Linked DNA regions of Zea mays: region 1 is linked to region 2. The links are chromatin contacts, called in public Hi-C maps. All regions are on one chromosome and are shown on one strand. Each heading gives the region's core, a stretch centred on a gene start, on an enhancer-like site or on the middle of the called end of the contact. The rest is flanking DNA. Distances are from core to core; before and after follow the strand shown.

The links. A called contact is a pair of places that touch in the nucleus more often than the background predicts.
Region 1: a Hi-C map of ear shows a contact between it and region 2, with 2.3 times the contacts expected there. The contact joins the promoter of LOC100283512 here to the promoter of LOC100280588 in region 2. A contact is called at or near these places in 2 of 25 Hi-C or Micro-C datasets (ear and tassel).

What each region holds. Positions count from the first base shown.
Region 1 is chr1:142,463,980-142,470,789 of Zm-B73-REFERENCE-NAM-5.0, forward strand. LOC100283512 reads left to right here and starts at 4,653. Exons shown (of 5, transcript NM_001156412.2): 1 at 4,653-5,451. The coding sequence starts at 4,753.
Region 2 is chr1:141,676,046-141,682,699 of Zm-B73-REFERENCE-NAM-5.0, forward strand. LOC100280588 reads left to right here and starts at 5,166. Exons shown (of 2, transcript NM_001153507.1): 1 at 5,166-5,460. The coding sequence starts at 5,274.

The DNA of each region.
Region 1 (6,810 bases), core at 3,403-5,902, 790 kb after region 2:
CATGCATATGCAAATGACAAAATTGAGTTTAAGTTACATAAATTAATCATCGGAGAGTCCTGAGCTGCTCATGACCGCAAGCACGGCTAGTATACCAGTTTTACACTCTGCAGAGGTTATACCCTGTACCCACAAGTCGTGTATCCCATGTCGCCAGGGTTAGCTAGACCCTTAGACACTACCGAGGTGAATGGCTAGGGATCCACTACGAGGCCTTTACAAAGTTCCACTAGCTTTCGAAAACCCGCTACAGTTTATGGGAAGAGCACTTGCAAGAATCCCCCGTCTGACCGCCATCGCAACAAAATCAACCCGAGAAACTCCTTGCATGCAATCCCCTACTGCCCTTGCCCCTTTCGGGTAAGGTAGTCTTCCACTAGCTTTCCTAGTTAGTTGTCCAAGGGCGTCCATTAAACCCTTGTGGTGGCACGTGTTTCTCAAGTTAAGCTCCATGTTCCAATTAACTTTTAATGATCTTGACATGAACATAAATAAAATAACAACATAATTGGAACATGGATATAATGAAATATTAACCCAAAACCATATAAAGCAATAGCAGAACTACCCAAGTGATTCAGGGGTAAACAAGGGTAAAATGATAAACAGACTAGGGTAACCTATTGGGTCCCATCAAAATTAAACCTATGCATTGAATAGTAATAATAAAGAACATTATTGGGTAAACAAAAGTGGTTAAGGACACAACTTGTCTGGCACTTGAGATTCCAGTTACCAGGGTGATTCTTCAGATCCTTGTGACCTCACCGCTAGTCGTAGCAATACAAACAAACATGGTATAAACAAAATTAACATCACACCAAACATAAGAACATACACCATAAATATAATCTACGCGTTGCTACGAGATCGCGGGATCGAGAACCACTAGAATCAGAGTTATGATTGTATAGAAGATTTGTGTGATTAAAATACTAAACTATATTATAAATTGGTTAATATAAATTATATGAGAGATTATTCTATAAATAATTATGTCAACTTTAAATTAAGTTATTAATTGACTATAGATCATATTCTAATAGTCTATAATGATAAGTAGTTTAACCATACTTAACCAATCATCAGTTAAATACAGATCTAATTATAAAATAATGAGACCTGGTATAATAAATATTGCTACTGTGTAGTAAATACTTGTACGAGACTAACACAACTTGAATGGATCCAATCGGAGTTATAGATGTTAAGTTATGAATTTCTAAAGATTCTATGTGTTTTGTACCAGATTAAATAGAATATAAATTTTTAATGTGACTTTCATGTCAAAACAGAGGTACTATGTGATAAAAAAAAATAATATTATAGAATTATAGAAATTGGAATGAACTAATTTAGACATCATATGAATTTTCTAAGGATTAAATAAGATTCTGGAATTATTTTTATATAAGAAATCCATTTTATAAATCATTTTCTCTGATTTTCTATCTCCTAGACTGTGTCTACTATTAGCCGAGAACACAGGGGCTTAAGCGAAAAGTTACTCAGACTCAGTAAACTCCCCCAGGGCACGACTGGTTTATTCTAGTAAAATATAAGGTCTCTTTAGCAAATCGTGCGTGGTGAAGAGGTATCACGGTTTCTGGGCCGATGGATTCGATCTGAACGGCACAGATTAAATCTGGCGCCCGCCAACCCTACTAGTAACCCCGGCCGCCCGATCTCCATCTAATGGACCGGATCACTCACGCAAAGGGATACATGTATTCTATTCACAGCCGCATGATACCGGATCAATGGCCCAGGGATCTTCTTCTCTCCCCGACCCAGCACTACGGCGGAAGCGCCCCCTGCCCATGGCGGCAAGTTTCGCCGGAGCGCACCAAAGCCCCACCAGGCGCCCCAAATCTCGATTCCTTAAGGTAATACGCGAAGAAGGACAGCGCGAACTCAGGGGGAGGCTTCCTCACCGTGATTAGCGCGATGCAACACTCTGCCCACAAGCCACGGCGGAACTAATGGATTTCCCCGCGCCGATGAGCAATAAAGCTCCGCCGCCACCTAATCCCGCTCGATGAAGCCTACAAACATGATCTACGTGTCTAAGCTAATGCGGGAGTTGGTTCTGTACCTGATGTCGTGGAAGCAGTCGGGATGCCCACCGAAGCTCGGCACCTGGCGTGTTTACGACGGGCCCGCGGCGGCGAGCAACCTTCTCAAGTCTTCTGGGCGCATGGCGTGTACAGGCGGCTGAGCAAGAGGCTGTTGGTGTGGGGGCAGTGGCACGCGGTGCAAGCTCCACACGGTCATGGCGGACGGCGAACCTCTCTCTCTCATCAGTGCGCTCGACCATGGTGGCGGCTACCAACCATCTCGGCGAGCACGCGAGGGTCAGAGGGCAAGGGCATGGTGCCTAAGCTTTGTAGAAGGACAGGAGAAGACGCAGGTGCCATGGGGGTCTTATCCCAGGGACCGAGTCCGATTGTGGGAGGGGGTCGGTCAAGGGAGCGCGCGATGCGCGCGGTCCGTTCTGAACGGCCAGCGGAGAAGACGGGCCTGGTCATCGGGTCTCACTAACAATCCCACGGAGCAGCGCGAGCTGATTTGGTGAGGGGATGACACGCGGGTCCCACCCCACAGTGTCCAGGCGCGCGCGCAATACTGGGCCGCGCGGAAATGGAAACGGCGGATGGGCCGATAGGGAGAAAAGGAATGGCCGGTCGCAGGTAAAAAAATGGGCTGGTGAGGAGGAGATGTTGTGCCATTTGACTAGTGGAAGAAGAAGTGGGCCAAAATCTGTTTTGTTAATTTCTTTCCTTTATATATATTTTTTAATTTCTATCCTTTCTTAATTCTGATTCAAATAAGGTTCAAAACTCATATATAATGCTCACTCAAAACTCAATAATGATGCAATAGATATATTTATTTTAATTAGTTTTATTCGTTTGGTAGATGTTTTAATTATGACATACTCATATTGTTAGTTTCTTTTTAGGGAAAATAGCATTTTGAATGTGGGATGAGAATTATAAGTTACTTCAAAAATAAATATTCATGTAAATAAATGCTTATGATGCATCATTTAATGATATGCATAATCATTTAGTTGAAGAAAACTTTTCTATTACTTCTTTTCTAAAATAGTTCTTGGTTTTCATAATTCAGTCCTCAACATTCATTGCTCAAGCATACGTTGCGATGTCAGAATTTACTATTTTATTTCTTCATATATTTATTTTGTTATTATTAATTTTTTTTTCTTATACAGATTTTGGGCATTACAAAAAGCAACTATTTTGAGCTTAACCCCACAAAAAGCTAGTCCACTTTAGCCAAACGGGATATTTGTTGAGTATGTTGATGTGTACTCACCATTTCTTAAACACAAAACACTAGGTTGTCCACATTGCAACCACTGCCCAGGAGAAGATGAAAGCCACACGGAGGACTTTCAGGAGTTCCAAGACTTTGAGGAGTTCTAGACTAGATTAGCGGCAAACCACCAGTCAGCTGCCTGTGAAGGCCTTATCTTTACTGCGTTTCACTTTAGCACTTTGATTTCTATTAAGTTAATGACCTATGTGGATGTTTCGGACATCATGATGTAACAAAGTAATACTTCTTTACGCTATTATGATAAATACTTCATCATGTAACCTTGGTAAGCATAAATTCTTCGTTTGGCTCTTACTTGCTCAGGAGAAAGAATGATGTCGTAGGGCATCATTGTTCAAGAGATGGATGTTCTTACTTGCACAAATTCTTTTAGAATCTTCAATCTCTAGACATAATGAGTGAAGCTAGAACATTCTTTAGTAACCATATACTTAGAAAAATTGTGACTATAACTTATTGGATTATTTGGATATCAAGAAATGGAGTCATTTTGTAAATAAAACTTGTAATGTTCTTTGTTGTGAATAAACTTTCAAAAAGAGCTTGGACTATTGTCCACCAAAGCCAAGCATTACATCAAGGAGCATTTGAGTATTTGGAGGGATAGCCTACACCAGTGGTTTTCTCCTTTTTCTTTGTGCTTTGCAAGCTTTGTAAACTATATATTCTGTACATGTTTAACTTCTTATATATACACAAAAAAACTGGGTTGGAGGATTTCCTTGCCGAATAATACAGTTTGGTTTCTGATTTGTGGGTCATCCAATGCACCGATCCATGTGGACCTTGCAAGTGACAAATGGCAATGATGTCGAGCTAGAATTTCACGTGACAAATGGCTTGTTTAGTTTCATGGGACTAAAATTTAGTCTCTACCTTATAGTCACTTTTAATCACTAAATTATCAAACACAGAGACTAAGGGTCTGTTCAGTTTTTAATAAACTGGTTTATAAAAATTAGGGTGGTTCCAAACATATCAATTTATGCACCAGTTTATAAAATCTGGATTTCTAGTTTCTTAAAATCCAAGAAGCTAATGTCGCCTAACTAAAACTAGTTCATGAAAATTGAGGTAATTTCAAACACCATTAACTAGTTTATTATAAACCAGTTTCTAGAAACTAGAGATAGAAACTATATTTTTAAAACTAGGTCCCTTCTAAACAAGATCTAAAAGAAAGAAAAAATATATGATTTAGTCTTTTTTGGTCTCTATATCTCAGACACTACTTAGAACGACTAGTACCAGACACTACAACTACAAGAGAGCCACTAGTCCCACGGTCCCACCAAACATAGAGGCATTCCGCAGTCCGCAGTCCATCCGCAGTCCGCAGTCCGCACGCACGGACGCGCCCTCCCAGATCTCCCGCCTCCGGCAAACAAAATGCCCCCACTCTCACCGCCCGCATCGCTGACCCCCGCTGCTGGCGGTCGGCGACGGTGGAAGTGCCGCCTCAGTCCCACTATCGCACGTGACCGCTGCTACACTCGCTCCTTCCGCTCCGCGGGGCTCCGCCCGGCGGCCATTCCGCTCCCCGATGGCGCCGTCGTACACCTGTGGCTCCCGCCTCCTGCCGCCGACCCCGCCAAGCCCCTATACCCTGTTCTGCTTCTCCACGGCTTCGGCGCACAAGCCACCTGGCAGTGGGCGCCCTTCCTCGGCCCGCTCCTCGCTGCCGGTCTGGCCCCCTATGTCCCGGACCTCGTCTTCTTTGGCGCCTCATCCTCCCCCGCAGCAGACCGCTCCCCGGTCTATCAGGCTGCCTGTGTTGCCGCCGCTATGGCCGCGCTTCCTGGCGCCCCGCAGCGGTACGCCGTCGTCGGGGTCAGTTACGGCGGCTTCGTAGCATACCACCTCGCCCACGCGTTTCCGGCAGCGGTGGAGCGGCTTGTACTAGTCGCGGCCGGTGTTTGCCTCGAGGAGGCCGATCTGGCCGCGGGGCTCTTTGCCGTTGAGGATATCGCCGAGGCTGCAAGTCTTTTGCTGCCCCAGCGGCCGGAGGATCTCCGGAGGTTGGTGGGGCTCACCTTCTGCCGCCCTCAGCGGTTCATGCCGTCCTGTTTCATCAGAGATTACATCAGGGTAGGTAAAGCAGGGACTTGCCAACTATTTTCACCTGCAGTTTCTTGGCTGAGATGTTTCGTGGTTGATAATGAACAATTAATTGTTGTGTACTGTACAACTTAGGTTTGGTGGTTCGGTGCTAAAGGTAAAAACCACGGATTTGATCCACAATTGCTACCTGTATCGATCCATTGTTGCATTGGAGGTGTTGTTAGTTCAAAGCGTCTTTGGATCGGCTAAGACTATGAATGTTTGGATCTAGGCTAAAAGTGCATATATATATCAATGAACTATTAGCCCTTGTTAGTTAGTTGTACTTGGCTAATGAACTAACAGTTATCCAAGAACTTGGCTAAAAGTTTGCTCAAACCATTAGTCCTCATGTTTGGATGGTCTAGAGATATTTTTTAGCTTCTATTGTTTGCCCACAGAATCCAAACAGACCCTTGGCAGTTACAACGTTCCAGCAACTTGTTTGAGTGCTGAACCCACCACTTCTTAACCCCCTGTTATCCTAATCCCATTCCTGTTGGTGGCCGTGTGGGCCTCGACGCGGGAGGGGGGATCGGCACGCTTGTTGGCAAAACGGTGGATGCACTGTTGTATTTATATGAGAGGTTTTTTTGCCGAGATGGATTAAGTTTGGGTCGGATTTTTAAATTTTGGAATATCATTTTCAGGGTTCAAATAATTCCAAAAAACTGTTTTAATCCCTAAAAAAGACTTCGGGTGGTTAGAAAAATCCAAGAAAAATTATGGGAACTTTTTGGGACCCAATGAGCTCGAACAAAATGGTTAGAGATCAAGGAAATATTGTGATGAACTTCGAACGTGAAGATCTCGACTTAGGAAAAAAGGAAAACACCTCCGGAAAGGTTGGAAAAAATCCTCAGAGTGAGATAGACGAGATGAGACGGGTTCGCAAACATTTTCTTAACCAAAACACTATACAAGAGCAAAATAAATGCATCAACATGGTTCTGTCTATGGTTCAATCAAAAGACAACCTCAAGTGATTGACCACTGTCCTTTGATTCTGGGTCTGGGCGATCGTTCTACAGGACAAAGAAGATTCCACTTCGAATGTTTTGGCCAACCTTGTATGGTTTTCAAGAGATGTTGGTACTCGATTTCAATTCTCCTAAAGGCATCGAAAATCAAGGCAACAGAAGTTAGATGTAAAGACCTTCGTTCTTGATTTAACACTTCTTCGAAGTGTTAGAACAAGGGACGAAGGTTTTCAGAGAGACATAATGAAACAACATGAAAGCGACAAAGTGGGACTTCATATTCAACTCATCGCATATGCCTTAGCATTTTATTCCATTTCTCCTGATAAATGAATGTACAAGCATACATTCGGCTCCCGCACATAGG
Region 2 (6,654 bases), core at 3,916-6,415:
GTAGTATTCGTGAAGGCTTTCCTTCTCTTATTGCTTGCAAAGTGAGAGTTCAGCTAGTGCATTTGTTTCCAGTATGTAACCTTGGAACATTAGCAGGATTTTGTCGCAGAGTGTTTTCGAGGAGTCAATTGATAATGGTGGTAACCTTGAGTACCATGTTAGAGCTAGGCCCTTGAGGGATATGATGAATACTTGGATATGGTGGCGTCGTCCCCCCTGATGATGTGATTTTGACCTGGTAGCTCATGATGTAGTAGGTTGGATTCTGTGTTACCGTTGTACTTTGGATAAGTGTCTGTTATGTAACTTTGTGGCTAGGGGAGGCTTGGAGCTGCGGAGCGAGAGGACTTCACTTGTCAAGGTAGTTGAGCCCTTGGATGGTAGCTGGTGCGAAATGGTGTAAGTTTTGGTTGGCCACGCCGGCCGACTAGTGGTGGCGGGGGGTCTTCGTGGTGCATGTCAACAGTTTCTTGCTCCATATCCCTAGCCTTTTGTTCCTCATCTAGTATCATTTGTCTGACTCTAGCCTTAATATTGGTTCACTACCTCTTGGATGCGAGTATCTCCCTTTGTTTTTATAGGTGATTGTTTTTTATGCGAAGTACTCATAGTTTGAGTTGGTCTTTGACTGAGACGCTTATGCGAAGTACTCATAGTTTGAGTTGGTCTTTGACTGAGATGCCCATGACTTTGTCGTCTTCTATGATGTCTTCGGCTTCCAGAGGGTAAAGCTTGGTGAGGGGTCTCGAGGGAGGTCTTTAGAATTGTACGTGCAAACGGTGCCTTTATGGGTGAGAGTGGGTTTTCTGTTCGGGGATGTTTGTTGTTTATTGCTCTGTCGTTCTTGGGTGTGGCCTCAGGGGCATCATTAGTGAGGGTTCCTTTGCATTTCTTCTCGGCGAGGGTCGCCTTCGTAGCATCACCCAGTGATGTGCTGGCTCTGATTGTCTCTTTCTTGGGGGCCATCGTGGGTTTGTTCTTTCGTAGCACAAACGGTGGACGCCAAATGTTGGTTCCTTCCTGACACGTGGACAGGTGGGCCCAACACTTGAGAGGCAAGAGGATTATGGTGCACAACGAGGCAGTAGGTAGGGACTGTAGCGTCTTGTTATGCGTGTCCCATCCGTGTACAGGGTAGGGGTATTTATAGGTAACCAGGAGGGGCAGTGGGTCCCCAAGTACTGTTATGCCCCCGGTTACCCGCTACATTCCTAGAATATTCCCCTTAACATGGTCATTACAGTGGACGGAGTACAATAATCCAGACATACTACGAAATCTACCCCGCAATGAGGCTTACAAGTGGGCCCGAAGGACTACGAGGTAGAGCCTGGGTCTCTACGTAATCTGTCGTGGCCTCCGCTTGTGTGTCACACCCTTGATTCCACGAAGTCACATCCTAGCCTTCGTGGGACTAGGAGTTCGCATCTGGGACAAGGCCTTCAGGGTGCGTCTAAGGCTGTAGTGAGCCCCCTCCTCGTCTGACGTGGACATTCGCCTTTGCCCCTATCGAAGGAAGATGAGTGGAGACTGATGCAGCCTGATCCGAAGTACCCTTCGATTGATGCACCTGTATAAGAAACGTCTGGTCGTAGCCGGGTTAGACAGATCAAGGTTGTGTTCGACCTCCGCTCCAACAGCCCGCTCATCTGTCATGCATATACATTGTTAGTGGTAACTTCGTCTTCGGTGCGATGTTTGTACAATAGCCTTAGCTAAAGGTGTCCTTCAGCAATTGTTTTGTTACACTTAAAACAAGCTAAAGAATAAATGCTGAGTTAGTGTTTTGATGACCTTCGAAAGAGAAAAGGTCCCCAACAAACATATTCTACGAGGTGAAAGAGCCCGTTGCAGGAATTAAGGTTGACTCTTTCTTTTCCAGCCAATCCAAATGATTCCTCTCTCTAAATATTAAATATTTTCAGCTTTAATTTAATCAACTTAGACTGTCTCTAGCGGATAATATAAAATAGGGGACGTGAAACTGTAGATGACACTGTTTGACACTTTTTGTAGAGTGAACTTTAAAATAGGGGATGAGATAGGGGATGGAATTAGGGATCTGCTAGAGATTGACTTAGAGTTATCTAAGAATAAGCTTATTAAATGTATGGATTTTATTGTTGGCTCTTAATGACATGTTAATAGTATAGAGCCTTCAGATGATTCTTCTATCCTATGAAGGAATACTAGCAGCTGCTCGCTGCGAGATAGCATGCTAGCATGATAGCGCTAGATTCTCTATGGCGTTCCCTCAGGCTATCCATAGTAGTTCCTCTAAATTTCTCTTCATATATCCTAATTTTCGGTCATATCATCCAGATTTCTCCCTCTATTTTACTACCCACATCAGTTTTCTCTATATCACCTCTCTATACTCCACCACAATCATATAATATTATTTTCCTTCGACTAACATAACTATATATTCTTCTCACTTTTTCTTTTACTTCTCACCTTTTCTTTTACTTTAACAGAAATAATTGTTTTGCACCAAATAATGGGTAACTTTTTAACTTGTTATTATTTTATTGTTGTAAATAAACAAACAAATCGCACAAAAGTACGTCACAAAAAATCCAAACAAAAAACATTGTTATCTTTTACATAGGTGACAAGGTCATCTAAGAATTTGCTTGATTCCTTTTAAATAGAAAAATAAATATAACATACGTTGGCACTCATGAATACTCCATCCGTTCATAAATATATCACATCGTTGACTTTTTTAAAAACTTTCACCACTCGTCTTATTCAAAAAAATAATGAGTTATCATTTATTTTTTTTATGATTTTCTTTATCACTTAATACAGTTTGTTAAAATTTTATAGTTTTGAATAAATATTTTGAATAAGACGAGTGGTCAAAGTTTTTGAAAAAAAGTTAACGGTGTCATATATTTGTGAACGGAGGTAGTGCTAAACAAAGCGACAAACGCATAGTGTGGAGGTCACGAGAACCATCGTGAATGGAAATATAGTGGCCGATCAGACTTGGAGGGAAAGAGAGTATTAGGTTGTCTCCAGCAACGTCCTCTATATTCATACTTTATATCCGTCCTTTACAGTCTTCTCTAAAAGATCTCATCATCTCTATCTTCTTCCTCTTTAACAACATCTTGTAAATCACGTCCTCTATACACAAATACCTATATTAGAGACATTTTTATTTTTTTATTTTTGTACATACGTATTTGTCATACTCTTAAATGTATTGTACATATTTTAGTTTTGCTAAACCGGTTATTTAAAGTATTCAAATGGATAGAGGATCGTTTAGAGAAACTTTATATATAGAGAAACTAGCCGCGTTCTCTAAATTTAGAGGACCATTTAGAGAACGCTGCTGGAGAGTGTAGGAGAACATTTAATCATTTATATTTAGGGTAGAGGAGCTTTTAAAATATCTTGCTGGAGCCGGTCTTAGGCTGTCTCCAGCAGGAGACTGTAAAGGTTTTGTACTCTAAATATAGAGGACGGTCAGGTCCTTTATCCCTCCAGCAAGGAACTCTAAAGCGTCCTCTAAAATTTAGAGGATGGCATGCGTCCCCTATCTATAGAGGGTGCTCTATACACTGTACACCTTTTTGTGTCTGTACGGTCACGTGGTGACGAGTAGTAAAAAATAATATAGAATGTCAAATCTAGTACACTGTTGATATAGAGGATGAAATTTAGGGGATATTGCTGGAGATGAAGAAGATATAGAGTACATAATATTTTAGAGAGTGCTGTAAAGGACAAAAAATATTCCTTTAGGGGATCAAATTTAGGGGACGTTGCTGAAAACAGCCTTAGACTATGTCCAGCAACAAACTGTAAACCGTTTGGTGGTCTCGTTTTTTGCTCCAACAACGTACGCTACACCCTCCTCTAAATTATAGAGTGTGTAGCTCATGCACCAAATATAACATTTACTCTATCTGATATCGTGTGGACGCTCGATCGATGTGATTGGCTGGTGCATAGGGCTGGAAATGGATGTCTAGAAATCCGAATTATCTGTATTCATATTTATATTTACTAAAACTACTAATATGGATATCCGTATCCGTATTCGATTTCAATACAGATATCAAATCGATGTATCTGAATTCGATTTATAGTACTTTTCTCTATCAGATTCCATATTCGTATTAAAAAAACCATGAAACATCCTATACTATCTGTATTCGTGAAAAAATATGTTCATGAAATCATTTAAAACTTAACTTTATCACTAATTACCAATTACAAATGATTTTAAGTTTAATAATATACTAGAAAAATGATATATATCATTTAAAATATTTTAAAAATATTTGTATGATAAATAACTAAATATATCAACCTTATATTTCTAGCGATATTCAATAATAAAATTCAATATATTTTATAAACATTCAATTATAACTCTCCACTTTATCTTAGAGAACACATCTCAACGAAGTTCCATAAACATTCAACTGTAACTCTCCACTTTACAATATATAGATAAATTTCTTCATGTTTTCATTTAAGTTTTGGTACACACATTTGATATCAATTTTAGTTTACTTGTATTTGTACAAATGTCACTTATTAAATATCGCGTGTTGTTGTTTACCTTTTGTTACATGATTCGATAGTTTAAAAATATTATTTATATAGTTTTGTTAACTTGGATATGGAGTATCATAAGAAATCTATTTTAATTTAAGTTTGTTTTGACTATCTATAAACTTGTACTTAAATAAAAATCCACATATACATATGTTAAATTTTATGGTATGTTGTTTGAGTTGAATTGAGTAAATATCCGAATAAGAATTCGGATTTGACTATCCGTTTTGTATTCGCATCCGAAGATATTCGAATTTGTATTCGAATCCGTACTAAAATATAGTAAACTGTAACATTCAAATTCGTATCCGTGCGTATTCGATCCGTTTCCACGTCTACTAGTGCATTGCCTTCAGCCATGGTGAAGTACGAAATGTGATCAATGTGTTAGGTCTCGTTAACCTCCCAACCAATCAAATGCTACTTCTACACAATTAATGAAGAGAAAATGCGTTGGATTTTTTTTTTTGTTAATATGGCTGTCACCGACTCACCGTGCGGTGCGCGCACACCGCCCTCCACATGCCGACATAATTCCACGCTGCCCCACCACGCGGACTCGGGGCGACCATTATTCCTCTTCACGCTTCACACGCACCGCCCGCAGGCCGTCATCCCACGCATTCGCATCCTTCCCCGCTCTCGCTCTCTCAGCCGCAGAGCCACTCGTGTCGGTGACGGCGGCGAAGGCAATGTCATCCCTCCGCCCGTCCCTCCTGCTCGTGGTGTCGCTGCTCGCGGCGGCTCTGCTTGCAGCGGCGCCGTCCTCCGCGTCTCGCGACCTCCGCCCGCTCCAGGCGAGCTTCGTCGTGCGCGGCCGCGTCTGGTGCGACAACTGCCGCGCGGGCTTCGAGACCCCCGCATCCACCTACATTGCCGGTTCGACGCCTCACCGTTCCCTCCCTCTCGTATGGCTTTGCTATGCTACTGATATGCTTGCTGAATTCGAATAAACTTCCCCCCTCCCCTTCTGGATCTGGCTGTGTACATACTGTTTGGTTCAACGGAGTGTTGTTTGGATGCGCTTTACTGCTCTGGGCGTGTGAGAATGGCGTCGAGCCTCGTACGTCCTTAAACTACAAAGTCGGCTGCATGTTTAGTGTTGGTTTGTGCAGAAGGTTAGCGCTCGTCCTCCTCGTCCATGACAACATTGCACGTGTAACTTGTTCGATTCCACAACAGATTTGTTCTAGTTAGATCCACTTGTGTTTTCTTTTTCTTTCTCTCTCATTTTGACGAATATCTGGTTCTGATACGAAATGTCTAGTTGCGCTAGGGGATCTCGCAGACGTGCGCTTAATACATGCTAGCTAAATGGACATGAGTGTGCAATCTATGGATCCATTGGCTTTTAATATTTTGGTGGTGATGAATAGTCAAGCGAGATCTAGGATGTTAGGTGCTCGCTCCGACCACTGTTCGTAGACCGTGGACTTCTTGATCGGGACATGGAGTAGTTTATGATTCTCTGTACTCAATACTCAGTAGTACATTGTTGGACATTGGATCTAGATCTGGCCATACTCCTTATGTTTGATGGTGCTGCCAATTAATGAATCAGAACAGTGAGTCGTCTTTAGATCTCTGCACTCTGAAATAAATAAATAAATTATATATTATAGATGAACCAATCTTGTTTATAGGAATGCATGTTTCTCTGGTGTCTAGGGAAGCAGTCATCACTGAACTCGAATAAAAAATTAGAAATACTCAATCTTTGTTGTCCAAACTTTGATGTTATTGATGTCATAGTGGACAATATAGAAATGATGTTGAGTTGTTGACTACCCCAGACTGACATTCATACGTCGTGTTATATTTGTAGCTAGAGAAGGTTTTCTGAATTAGAGTGAATACGTTAGTTTGCCCCAGGCAATACCACGGTGGTATGTGTCTTAACCTGTATAACTGCTGTCATTCTAGCAGGAGATAATTGTTATCTTTTTTTGTATTTATACCAGGGAATATGTCACTTTATTCTTTTCGAAGGACAGTTACTTTTGTCTTTGAACATTATAAAGTAACATAGCATGAAACTCAACTGCTGTGTATTTTCTAAACTGCAGCTGCACA